2 separate regions of the Sus scrofa genome follow, and region 1 is linked to region 2. The links are chromatin contacts, called in public HiChIP or PLAC-seq maps. All regions are on one chromosome and are shown on one strand. Each heading gives the region's core, a stretch centred on a gene start, on an enhancer-like site or on the middle of the called end of the contact. The rest is flanking DNA. Distances are from core to core; before and after follow the strand shown. Region 1 holds the start of STK4 (serine/threonine-protein kinase 4). Region 2 holds the start of YWHAB (14-3-3 protein beta/alpha).

Region 1 (5,948 bases), core at 3,007-5,506, 90 kb after region 2:
GCCTGGGAACCTCCATATGCCACGGATGCAGCCCTCAAAAGGCAAAAAGACAAAAAAAACACAAAAAACAAAAAACCACCAAAACCCAAACAACAACAACTATGACCCATAAAAGAAAAGAAATGGATAAATCTGACTTAATAAAAATTAAGGATTACTGCTCTTTGAATAACACTGTTAAGAGAATGAAAAGACAAACCTCAGAAAATGTTTGTAAATCATCTATCTAATAAAGGACTTGCACCCAGAATACTAAAAACTCAAAAAACTCAGTAATGAGAAAACAAACAATCCAATTTTAAGAAGGGCAAAAGACCTGAACAGATATTTCCAAAAGGAAAAGAGACAGATGACAAACACTTCAAAAGATGCTCCACACATCATTAGTGGCTGGGGAAATGCCAATTGCCACCTACAATGAGTTACCACTACGCACCTATTAGACTGGCTGAGATCATCAAGATTGAGCTTATCAAGAGTAGGTGAGGATGTAGAGCAATTGGAACTCATGCACCGTTGGTGGAAATGGCAGTGGAACAATTACCTGGGAAAGTAGTCTCTTAACCCATTAGACATTGATCTGCCACATGACCCAGCTATTTTGCACCTGCATTTTAACCCCAAAGAAATGAAATGTATGTTACGTACGTGTGCCTGTTAGGCATGTCTATACAGAGATTCGAACACAAATGGGCATAGCTGTTTTATTTGTAATAACCCCAAACTGGAAAGTAATTACCATTTTAAACCACTGGGCCTTGGGATGGTTTCTAACTTCTAATAATTGTTTGTACTTTTATGTGGCCCACATTCAATCTGGCTCCAGCTCATCTACCTCCTGTCCTCCTTTTCCTTATTCACTCTGCTCCAGACATGCCACCGTCTTGCTGCTTTTCTACCGTAAGCCTTTGCACTTGCTGTTCCTTCTTCCTTCAACAATCTTTCTTTAAATATTAGTGTGACTTACTCTCTCACTTCAGCCACATCTCTGTTCAAATATCACCTCCTCAGAAAAGCTTTCCTCAATCACTTAATCTAAATTACTTCCCGCCCCGCTTTCCATACTCTTAATTTGTTTCTCTTCATGTAATTTTAAATATCAGCCATATTATACATCGGGTCCTTTTTGGCTTGTTTACTATCTTTCCCACTTTACTATGAGATCTGTGAGGGTAGAAACTTGCCTGACACCTAGTACTGTGCTTGCCTCACAGCAGATACTTGGCATATGTTTGTTGAATGAATGACTGTTTGGCTTTCTCAGAGCTCTCCTGATCCTACTAGACTTGGTTAGGTGCTCATGTTTTTGTTTTCTATCACCATTTATCACTAAATTAATTAATTAATTATCTAATAACTATCTGTTCTATTACACTGTAAACTGCAAAAATGCTAGGACCCACAAATGCCTTAAATATTGTCATATACCCAGATCCTAGCCCAGTCCCGGACACAAAGAGCTCAGTAAGTGTTGAATGAATGAAGCATGAGTAGCCCTGCTCATCGGTCCTTTCTCTTAGGCTATTAGCATATTACAGTTGGCTGAGGTTTGCTATTTAAATGAAAATCAATTAATTAAATAAAAAATCCAGAGTTCCTGTCGTGGCACAGCAGATACGAATCCGACTAGGAACCATGAGGTTGCAGGTTCAGTCCCTGGCCTTGCTCAGTGGGTTAATGACCTGGCGTTGCTGTGAGCTGTGGTGTAGATCACAGATGCAGCTCGGATCTGGCATTGCTGGGGCTGTGGCGTAGGCCAGCAGCTGTAGCCCTGATTAGATCCCCTAGCCTGGGAATTTCTATATGCTGCAGGAGCAGCCCTAAAATAAAAATAAAAAATAAAAAAAAGAAGAAAAAACAAAAAAACCCAGTGTTTTAATCACACTAGCCACACTTAAAGTGCCTAATAGCCACATGTGGCTAGTGGCTACTGTTTTGACCATATGTAGAATATTCCATCACTGCAGAAATTTCTATGGGGCAGTGCCGGGCTGGATATTATGTGGAAAAAGAGGGTGACCTTAATACCCCTCCATCTTCTGGAAAGATCCTGGGAAGCAGACAAAGGAAGGATGTTTGACATTGTGCACTGGTAAGTTAACATTTGTTTTTAAAAAATGTTTATTGTGTGGACACAGTGGGAGCTTAGATTCAGAGCTGCCCTTCACGGAGGCAAAAATTCAGTGGGCAGCAGGGTCTGAACACCAGGTTAAAAGTACAGGGGAAATACAGGAAAAGTGCTAGGGGATTTCAGAGGACAGAGGTGACTTCTTGCAGGACGGATCCACCATGACTTCCTAAACTGTGTGGAAGCTTTTTCCTGATCTTAACTTCCCCAGGGTTCCCTCTGCCATTTGCCCAGATTCCTAACAGAGCAAAGTGGCAAATAAAATGTGGATTTTGTGGAGTCAGAAAACTGTTAGGTTAAAACCTTTGCTCTCACTAGCTGTATATATGTGAATCTCAGCTTCTTCACCTGTAAACGGAGGATAATAATTCTTACTTCGTGGGACTGTTTTGAAGATGAAGTATTAGCCTAGGATTGCGCCTGGCACATAGTAGATTATAAACACGTTCTCCAACTGTATCAGGGAATGCCTGTTATTCTTTTTTTTGTATGGCTTTATTATTTTTTTAATTAATTATTTTACTTACTTTTGTCTTTTCTAGGGCTGCACCCGCAGCATATGGAGGATCCCAGGCTAGGGGTCAAATCGGAGCTGTAGCCGCTGGCCTACACCACAGCCACAGCAACACCAGATCTGAGCTGGGTCTGCAACCTACACCACAGCTCACGGTCACGACGGATCCTTAACCCATTGAGCAAGGCCAGGGATCGAACCAACAACCTCATGGTTCCTAGTCGGATTCGTTAACCACTGAGCCATGACGGGAACTCCTTATTATTTTTTTAAATTTATGTTTAGCTTTTTTTTTCCCCTCCTTTTTAGGGCTGCACCTGCAGCATATGGAAGTTCCTGGGCTAGGTGCTGAATCGGAGCTGCAGCTGCTGGCCTATGCCACAGCCACAGCAGCGCCAGATCCAAGCCAAGCTTGCACCAATGCTGGATCCTTAATCCACTGTGTGAGGCCAGGGATAGAACCTGCATCTGCATGGATACTAGTCAGGTTCTTAGCAGCTGAGCCACAATGGGAACTGCTGTTACTCCATTTTTAGCATATGGAGTCCATACCTGGGTCGCCCTGAGAGGTTGCTCAGGTGTTGTTCTGAAGATGCTTTGAGAAAAACAGGACAATTAAAAATGGTGAGAGGTTGCTTTGGGTAAATTTTCTCCGGTAACGTTATGAGTGAATTGGGCGGAATCTTCCTTTTTCTTAATATTCACTGATGGTGGTGGCAACCGAGGATTTATGAATTTCTATAACTGGAACTGGAGCTCTGAGGGGACAGGAAGCTCTGAATCTCATGCCCAACCAAGGGTCCACAGTGACTGTCTAGTTTGATGGTGCAGGCTCTGGAATCAGGTCTATCTGGATATAACTCCCCAAACCTATACTTTTAGCTATTTGAGCTTCACCTCTCTGGCCTCACGAGAACAACAAAAGTATGCACCTTACAGCCTTAAGAGTATTAAATGAATTAGCATTAGTAGGGCATGAAAACGTGGTAATGGTAAGAGTGTCAAAAAATTAGCAGAGAAGATTGGGGTTAACGTTACAGGCTTGATATGAGGATTAAATGAAACAACACTTGAAAGCCAGTACATGGTAAGAGTTTAAAAAATAATAGCTATTTTTTATGTACACAGGTGAGGCTGTCAAGAGGGTGGAGCAATTTTCAGGCTGATGCTCTGTTACATCCACGAAGCGGTTTCGCACGTTCGAGCTTCCACCTGGAACAGGAATTCAATTAGTTCAGACCTGTAGAGTACCATAAATACCTCTGGGAGTCCCTGGAGCAGTGCTTCCCAGGAATCGCGCAGAACTTGGCTGGTTAAGAATCGACAGTTGTTATCAAGTATGTTGCTTCGCAAGAAACCTCAGTATCTCCGTCTGAGATATGAGAGGCGCGGCCCGAGGCAGCGATGGGTTCCAGGTCTGGGGGACCAAGTGTCTCGGGCTAACACCACCGCAAGAAACAACGCCGCCGAGACTCCAGTCTGCCTGACGACGTGCCCCAAGGCTGTCTCCGAGCCTCCTCGTTCCGCCCCAGCGTGCCACGTGACTCGAGTCCGCACCACGTGATCCAGGCCCGGCCCTCGCGGCCCCGCCCCTCCCCTGAGCAGCTCGCCGCTTCCGGTAGGGGCGGAAAGCGGAAGTGTGGGAGGGTCTGCGGGGCGGGCTCGGAGAAGTCCCGGGGGAGGATGGAGCACTGAGCGGGTCTGGGCGGCTGCCGGCAGCGCCATGGAGACGGTGCAGCTGAGGAACCCGCCGCGCCGGTGAGAGGCCGCTCGCTGGTCAAGAGGAAGGGGGGCGGGGAGGGAAAGGCGGGAACCGGCCGGAGGGGTGATGGGTGTGTGAGCCCGTGGAGCAGATGGACCTGCGGGGCCAGGCGACCGGGCTGATGGGGCACCTGCTGAATGGGCGACCCCTGGCCGGCGGGGGTCTGGACGAGGGGGGATAAACATGGGGCTGGTTAGAGATCACTTGTTTTTGGAGGGACAGCCTGGCAGGAGGGGAGCGACAGCCGGGGGGAGCAACTGCTGAGGAACGTGGGGACAAGTTAGGGAAAGCACCTGCTGAAGGCGGGGGTTGCCGCTGGGTGAGGGCTACTATACCAGAAGGGACTCATTGAGGTAGAGAGGATGCTGAAGCTGGGTGAGAACCAACGAGGGGGGATCTGTCTAAGGGATGGATCAGGAACAAGGAGAGAGAAGGGTTGGGTAGACTTTCTAAGGGACCGAGTCCCGCCCAACGGGTGCAGTGGGGAGGATCTGCTGAGGAGAAAAGCTGTGCGCCTGAGACTGAAGATGTGCCAAGAAAGGTTGAGAATGGGTGCCAAGCAAGGGTGGCTTCATGGAGGACAGCATTAGGAAGATGTTTTTGGTAGTGTCTCCACTCTAAGATAATGACACCTTTCCTTCCTGATGTCCAAGGTCTTCCTAATTTTCTTTACATCTGACACTGGGAGGTAGATAGGGAAGTAAGAGACAATTTTCTTTTTCTTTTTTTCCCTCAAGTATAGTTGGTTTACAACGTTGTGAGACTATTTTCAAGATGGGCAAACTGAGGCCCAGAAGAGTTGAGACACAGTCCTGTATGTTTCCTTCTTTGCTCTTGATCTGGGTCACTGGACCCGGCCAGACTTGCCTTTTTCAGATCTCTCTTGTTTTGCGTCGGTTCCAAAGGCTGCTGCTGCCTGGAGTTGTTTTACAACAAAATGGGGGGGGAGGGGGTAGCCTATCCTAGAAAGTCTCACCTCCTGAGGGGTTGCATTTGTGTCAATGATTTATTCAGTGGATGCCAGAGTCTTAAAGCACTCTGCCACATCTGGAGAAGAATCGAGAGTAGAGATTGAGGTGCCGTGCAGTTTGCCTCTGTTTCGCAGAGACCTCTGACTTCCTGCAGTAGAATGAGCTCTAAAGTAGGAAGTGTTCAGTGTGTGGGAGTATGGGGCAAAGGAGAGGTGAAAGGAAGGGATTGACAGCCGGGGCTGCGCCCATGGGTTTGTTTGAAGTGTACAAACAGTGCAGAAGGCAAATAGCTGGTTGGGATGGATTCATAATTCATCATATAGCGTGCTGAGTCTGACATTGAACTCACAGCACTTACTGGGTGCTAGACACTGTTCTTAGTGCTCTCCATGTCTCCTGTTGAACCGTATGAATTTGCTGATATTTGGCCATTTTGATGTGTAAAAATAGTGGTTTCATATGGTTCAACCTGTTATTGGCTCATTTGACCCTCACAACAATCCTATCACCTGTATCTCTGTATTTTACAGGTGATGCAACTGAGCCCAGAGAGGCTAGTGATTGGACAGGAGT
Region 2 (6,218 bases), core at 984-3,483:
ACTGGACCCCTAGCCTGGGAACCTCCACATGCCTTGGGTGTGGCACTAGAAAAAACAAAACAAAAAAAAAAAAGTGGGAGTTCCCGTCGTGGTGCAGGGGAAAGGAATCTGACTAGGAACCATGAGGCTGCGGGTTCAATCCCTGGCTTCGCTTAGTAGGTTGAGGATCTGGCATTGATGTGAGCTGTGGTGTAGGTTGCAGACCAGGCTCGGATCCTGCGTTGCTCTGGCTGTGGTGTAGGCTGGCAGCTGTAGCTCTGATTCGACCCCTGGCCTGGGAACCTCCATATGCCACAGGTGGGACCCTATAAAGACAAAAGACAAAAAAAAAAAAAAAAAAAGTGTGAGAGCTTGCAGAAGAGTAAAATAAAGCTGAGTGATGGGTACATGGAGTTTACTGTACTATGCTCTCTACCATTGTGTTGCTTTGGAAATTGTTATAATAAAAAATGAAAGAAAGAGAATGAAAAGAGGGAGTTCCTGTCATGGCACAGAGGAAACGAATCCGACTAGGGACCATGACGTTGTGGGTTCGATCCCTGGCCTCTCTCAGTGAGTTATGGATCCGTCATTGCCATGTGTTGCAGTGAGCTGTGGTGTAGGTTGCAGATGTGGCTCTGATTAGACCCCTAGCCTGAGAACTTCCATATGCTGTGCAGGTACGGCCCTGAAAACAAAAACAAAACAAAACAAAACAAAAACCCAAAGGGTTTTTAGAAAGACTGGCGCTGGCATGTTGGGAGGATAAGGAATCATCCAATAGAACTGGGGTTTTGTGATGAGGAAGAAATAGCAGAAAGAGGCTGAAGGATAGGGGCAGCTTCTAGAAAAACTTGATTGCCACACACAAAGAGCTTATCAATAAGGATTAAATAAGATCTGAATAAAGAATTTAAGCAAGAAAAGAACACAATTAGAATGCTTTTTTATGTTTGTTTTTTGACCTCACCTGTGGCAGGTCAGGGGTTGAACCTGTGCCACAGCAGTGACAAAGCCAGATCCTTAACCCACTGAGCCACCAGGGAACTCCTAGAATGGGGTTTTGAAAAGATCATTTCAGGGAGTTCCCATTGAGGCTGAATGGGTTAAGAACCTGGCATTGCAGAGGGCTGCGGAGTAGGTCACAGATGCGTCTCGGATCTGACGTTGCTGTGTCTGTGGCTTAGGTAGGCAGCTGCAGTTCTGATTCACCCCTAGCCCAGGAACTTCATATGCTGCGGGTACGGCCCTTAAAAGAAAAGAAAAGAAAAGAAAAGATCATTTCAGCAGTTGATGGGAGCAGGACTGGGGGTAGCGTGAAGAGTTAGAAGTCTATCATTAAGCTAAAGCAAAGGAGAAATGACAAAGGCTTATCTATTTACTCTGTTCTATTTCGTATCAGACTATAAACTCCAAGACAGCAGGGCCACGTCTATCTTGTTCTTGCTGTGTCTCCAGCACGAAACAAAAAGTCTGCTTCATAAATATTCGCTGAAAGAATGAATGAAAGGGAGGCAGTGGAGGTGAGGCATTTTGAAGAACTGGGCTTAATAGTCACTGGCCTTGGCAAGGGCAGAATGGTGATAAATGGTGAGAGCAGATGGGAATGGGGTGGGGGGTGTCGTGGAGCCTGGTTCCTTAAGATTCCTTTAAGAGCTTGGGTGAGGGGGTATTCTATCACGGACACAGGCTTCCAAAAAAAAAAAAAAAAACAACACTTCACAGGTCTAATTCCTGGCCTTCTCGGTTCACAAAAGGAGGAAATGATCAGTATTTTGAAGGACTGAAGGGAGGATTAAGGAAAAATTTAGCAAAAATTTCTGTCCTTCCTTAAACGCAGTGTTTCCAAAGCACACAGCAAAAGGGGACTAACTTCAACCTCACTCAGTGACGATGATTTTTTGGGTGGGGTGGGAACCAATGACCTCAGAGACTCTGGGCCCGGCCAGGGCGACTCCCTAGCCTAAGCCTCAGGCCCGCCCAACCCCAAACCTTGCCCAGCCCCCTCGTTTCCACATGTCGCTTTTCTAGATTCCCCCCCTCAGCCCCGCCTCCACTCCGCCCACCTCCTTTTTCAGCTCCCCGCCCCCATTTCCGTCCCCCTACACCCGCCTCCTCCTAGCTCCCTACCCCGACCCCCGCCCTCCCCCCGGCCGCAGCATCCCGGCCCTTAGCTCTCCTTCCTCCTCCCTCTGTCCGCGCCCCTCTCGGGCGGCCGGGGCAACCCCGTGCCCTGCTCACCCAATGAGGAGACGGCTCAGGGGCGGGGCTCGAGCCGAAGCGGAAGTGGTGACCGGAGCGGAAGTGGAGCCGCCGCCACCGCCGCCGCCGATTCCGGAGCCGGGGTAGCTGCTGCCGCCGCCGCCACTGCAGCTGCCGCCGCTGCCGCCAGAGGAGTGGGCTTGGGAAAGAAGCGGTCACCGCGCCGGGAGCTCCGCTCGCAAGCTTTTTTGCCCCCTGCAGCCCTCCCACGGTGAGTGCGGCGCGGGGTCCGCCCGGGGCCCCCAGGGGCCCAAGCTCCAAACTACCCCCCCCACAGGCGGCGGCTGCAGCAACGAGGGCGACCCGCAGGTGGGCCCGGGTGGCAGCGGCGCGCGGCCTGTTCAGCCCCGTGCGGCCGCCTGCGGCGCGGGCTCGGCCTCGCCGCGGCCCCTCCCTGTTTCCGGGGCCGGGCCCTTAGCTCTGGGAGAGGCCCCGGCCGCCCTCGCCGCCTGCGGCCCTGCCCGGCGGGCGGGGTGCGGCTCTGTGCCGGGCCGGAAGGGAATCGTGTCCCGGACCCCTGACCGCCCCTCATCACCCATCTTCGATTCCCTCGAGACCCCTCCCTGCGCCTTGAGCAGCCAGAACCGACCCTTTCAGCCCTGTCACCCCCTGCGCCTCGCTTTCCGGTTCCCAAAAATGAAATTTAACCAAATGCAGGCGAGTTCTTGAGCCGCAATGGCCCTGCTCGACTCCCTCTGGATGGGTAAGGGGTTTAACCTTGGGAGAGAGCAGAGAGAAGACCCCCTCCCACTTTGCAGTAAAGCCATTTCATCATCGTTCGCTGGTGCGGGAGCCTGACAGAACCCGAGATTCCCTAGGAAGCACAGGGTTGAGGTTTGAATCGAGAAAATGCGTTTGGTGGAACCGGTTACTGAGTCAGGCCGGACCCCCAGAAAAAAAAAATAAATAAAAAATGTCAGAGGTTGAGAATCGGAATATTTTCCCACGTTATTTCCCATCATTTAATGCCAGAGTCTCTTTTGTCCTCGCCCCAAATTCCCCTATACTGTGGGCTAGCACGTTTTTAGGACTGAAATTTGCCCGGTGGTGGAGAAGGGGTGGGTGTGATTAGGCCCCTTTTCTTCCCAAGATGAATACATCTTTGTCTCTTGCAAATGGAGAACTCACGTGTAATGGGGCTTTCAAAGGCGGCAGTATTGGTAAGACAGTTTGCCAACCTTTCTGTGAAAATTCATGTCTTTTGTCCTTGCCGTCACTGCTTTTCCCTTTGGTAAGGCTAGATGGCATCAGGTTCTGATTTTGCTTGCCCTGTGTGGGAGACGGAATTTGGCAATCAAGCGGCTACAGGAGCCAGAACAGAAGGATGAAGCACTTGGAAGAATGTGAAAATTGTCTGCATTTCTCACTCTGTCTCAGTTGTTCACATGAAACCGCACACGTATGTGGTTTATAGAACCAGACACGTGGGTACTCAGTTTTTTGCATTTTCATGTTAGAAATTTATATATGTTAATATTACTTGGTTCTTGGTCATTTCCTTCTTGACTGCTTCCAGAGCACCCCTTTTCTTATCTAGGAACGTGTCAGGGCCCTCATTTTTCTTGGATCTGTGTTCTTAGCACAGGTGGTGAGGGTAATATCTGTCAATTTGACTGGACCCAGGTTAGAATTGTACAGGTGATCTTCACAGTGGAAGGCTAATAATAATCCAGAAGCAACTGCTGAATTATTTTCCTGGTCTCTCCTTTCAGTGAGATAAGAAACCATTCATCCATCTAACCCACGAAGTCTTTATGAGAAATAAGATGCTTTGGCCTAGACCACACACCTGGTTTTCAGGTTGAATATCCTCATTCATCAGTAGCAAATATTTATGGCCCGTCAGCCCCTGGAGTATGGCTCCTACCCTATAATCTTCTGTACATTTCCCATCATGCAGTGCTTGCATTACATTGAAGCCATTTTAGAATTGGAGCTCTGTAGATCTGGAAGCAGCCTGCAGAAAACCAGGCTGAGCAAATTCCCACAATGCCAGTTCTCAAGGCAGAGTCTCCAGAGATTCGGGCCGCTGCAAAAAGTGCATTTTACCCATTTGGCTGTGGCTGTTGAAGCAGAGAGAGCACTGGACTTGGAGTCAGGTAAATTTGATTCCAGTTGTGTTTGCAGCATTTTCTAGCCGTGTGCAGCTTAATCTCTGCTGCTTGGTTTTTCTATCTCCAGAGTTGTCAAGAGACTTTCTCACAAACTGTAAATTGTTAAATATAAGCCTCTAGTTTTGTGTTTGAATCACAGGGTTCACTATTAAGGGCTTTCTTTTTGCCTTGATTACATTCTGAGGAGACCCAATCCTCTTTGTATACATGTTGCTTTCAAAGAATGATACATCATGATAAAATTGAACTTTGTGTAGAGCCTCTTCAGCCTTTTCTGAGCCCATTTTCTCATCTGACCAGTGCCAGTGGTAATAGTGTTTGATGTGTTATTGCGACAGACTCAATAATTAAAATCAAGGTGTGAGATCTAACTAGATGTTTGGTAAATGTTTTGATTGTATTCATGAATATTATGCATATATGGACTAGCTACCATTTATATGTGCTGAGTGTTGCTCTCAGCACATACACATTAACTAAGCTTTCATAACAACCAGTGGTAGGTAAATACTGTTAGCCACATTTTACAATTGAGGAAATTGAGGCACAGAGAAGTTAAATAATTTCCCTGAGGAGATGCGCGCGCGCACACACACACACACACACACACACACCTCTCGCTGGGTAGGTGTTGGAGCCAGGAATCAAAGCCAGGCAGTCTGGCTCTAATGATAGATTTCTTCTTGTGGTAGAACAATTCACATGTTTCAGGTGAACACCATTTAGTAGTTGGTTTTTCTTTACATGTATTTTATCCAAGAAAGTGTATTTGGACAAGAATTTTAGCAATTTTTGAAAATACATAAGATGTAATTTATTGGGAAGGAATATATTCTTTCTGGCATGCAGGGAAGATACTGCTAGTGTGCACTAGGAAGCAAGCTTGCGAAAAACCCAGCTTTTCTAGTATTTGCTTCATACCAGGGAGAAAATTCATCTGTTAGTTTGTGGCACACTGATTTATCAAATCCTAGGTAGTTGTAATAGAATTTGGTTAGGACCAAATATTTTTATATCTATATAGGTAGTAGAAGAACCATTCTAAATTATAATGTCCTGTTATGCTGCCTGCTCTTTCAGTGGTATTAAAGTAAGCAATTTTCCTTTAAATGATAGCTTGGAGAATGAACTAACATTTACTTGTAAAGGGAATTTAAGTTCCTGGGTTCGTACATTTTTCTAGGAACAGAGGATGACAATTCACACTGGCCAGGAGGCAAGAAATTGTATGATAGCCGTTTTCAAGCTTTAGAACCATCTTGATCTCTACACGAATAGATCTTAGTCTTCTGTTTGTCATGGCGGAGAAACCATGAGCTGGATTTTGAGGGAATTTTTTTTTTTTTTTTGGTCTTTTTGCCTTTTCTTGGGCTGCTCCCAAGGCATATGGAGGTCCCCAGGCTAGGGGTCTAATCGGAGCTACAGCTGCTGGCCACAGCCACAGCCACAGCCACAGCAACATGGGATCGAAGCTGTATCTGCGACCTACACCACAGCTCATGGCAACATCGGATCCTCAACCCACTGAGCAAGGCCAGGAAGGATCGAACCCGAAACCCCACGGTTCCTAGTTGGATTTGTTAACCACTGCGCCACGACGGGAACTCCTGAGGGAATTTTTCTAAAGGGAATAGTTAGGGAGGAAGAATGAACAAAAGTACTTTCTATCATGTGAGTGCTAAATTGTTCAGCTTTCTCTGCTAAAAGATCCAACATAGGCATGGTTAAACGTTTCTGATACTTAAAATGAGATGAAATTGATTGATGGCCTTGAGATCAAGGGGCTTCCAGCAGACTATAGGTTAGTAAGGTGACTTTTTTTTTTTTTTTTTTAATAATCTAGCCAGTTCTCTATCATAGAAG

Evidence for each region. HiChIP or PLAC-seq counts read pairs in DNA pulled down with a chosen protein or histone mark.
Region 1: a contact with region 2 is called in an H3K27ac HiChIP or PLAC-seq map of alveolar macrophages. The contact joins the promoter of STK4 here to the promoter of YWHAB in region 2. A contact is called at or near these places in 5 of 47 Hi-C or Micro-C datasets (alveolar macrophages, heart right ventricle, liver and 1 more) and 2 of 2 datasets of contacts at active chromatin or transcription factors (alveolar macrophages and skeletal muscle).

Annotation. Positions count from the first base shown.
Region 1 is chr17:47,383,338-47,389,285 of Sscrofa11.1, forward strand. It overlaps STK4 (serine/threonine-protein kinase 4), which reads left to right and starts at 4,257. Exons shown (of 11, transcript XM_021077860.1): 1 at 4,257-4,400.
Region 2 is chr17:47,295,787-47,302,004 of Sscrofa11.1, forward strand. It overlaps YWHAB (14-3-3 protein beta/alpha), which reads left to right and starts at 2,234. Exons shown (of 6, transcript XM_005672961.3): 1 at 2,234-2,452.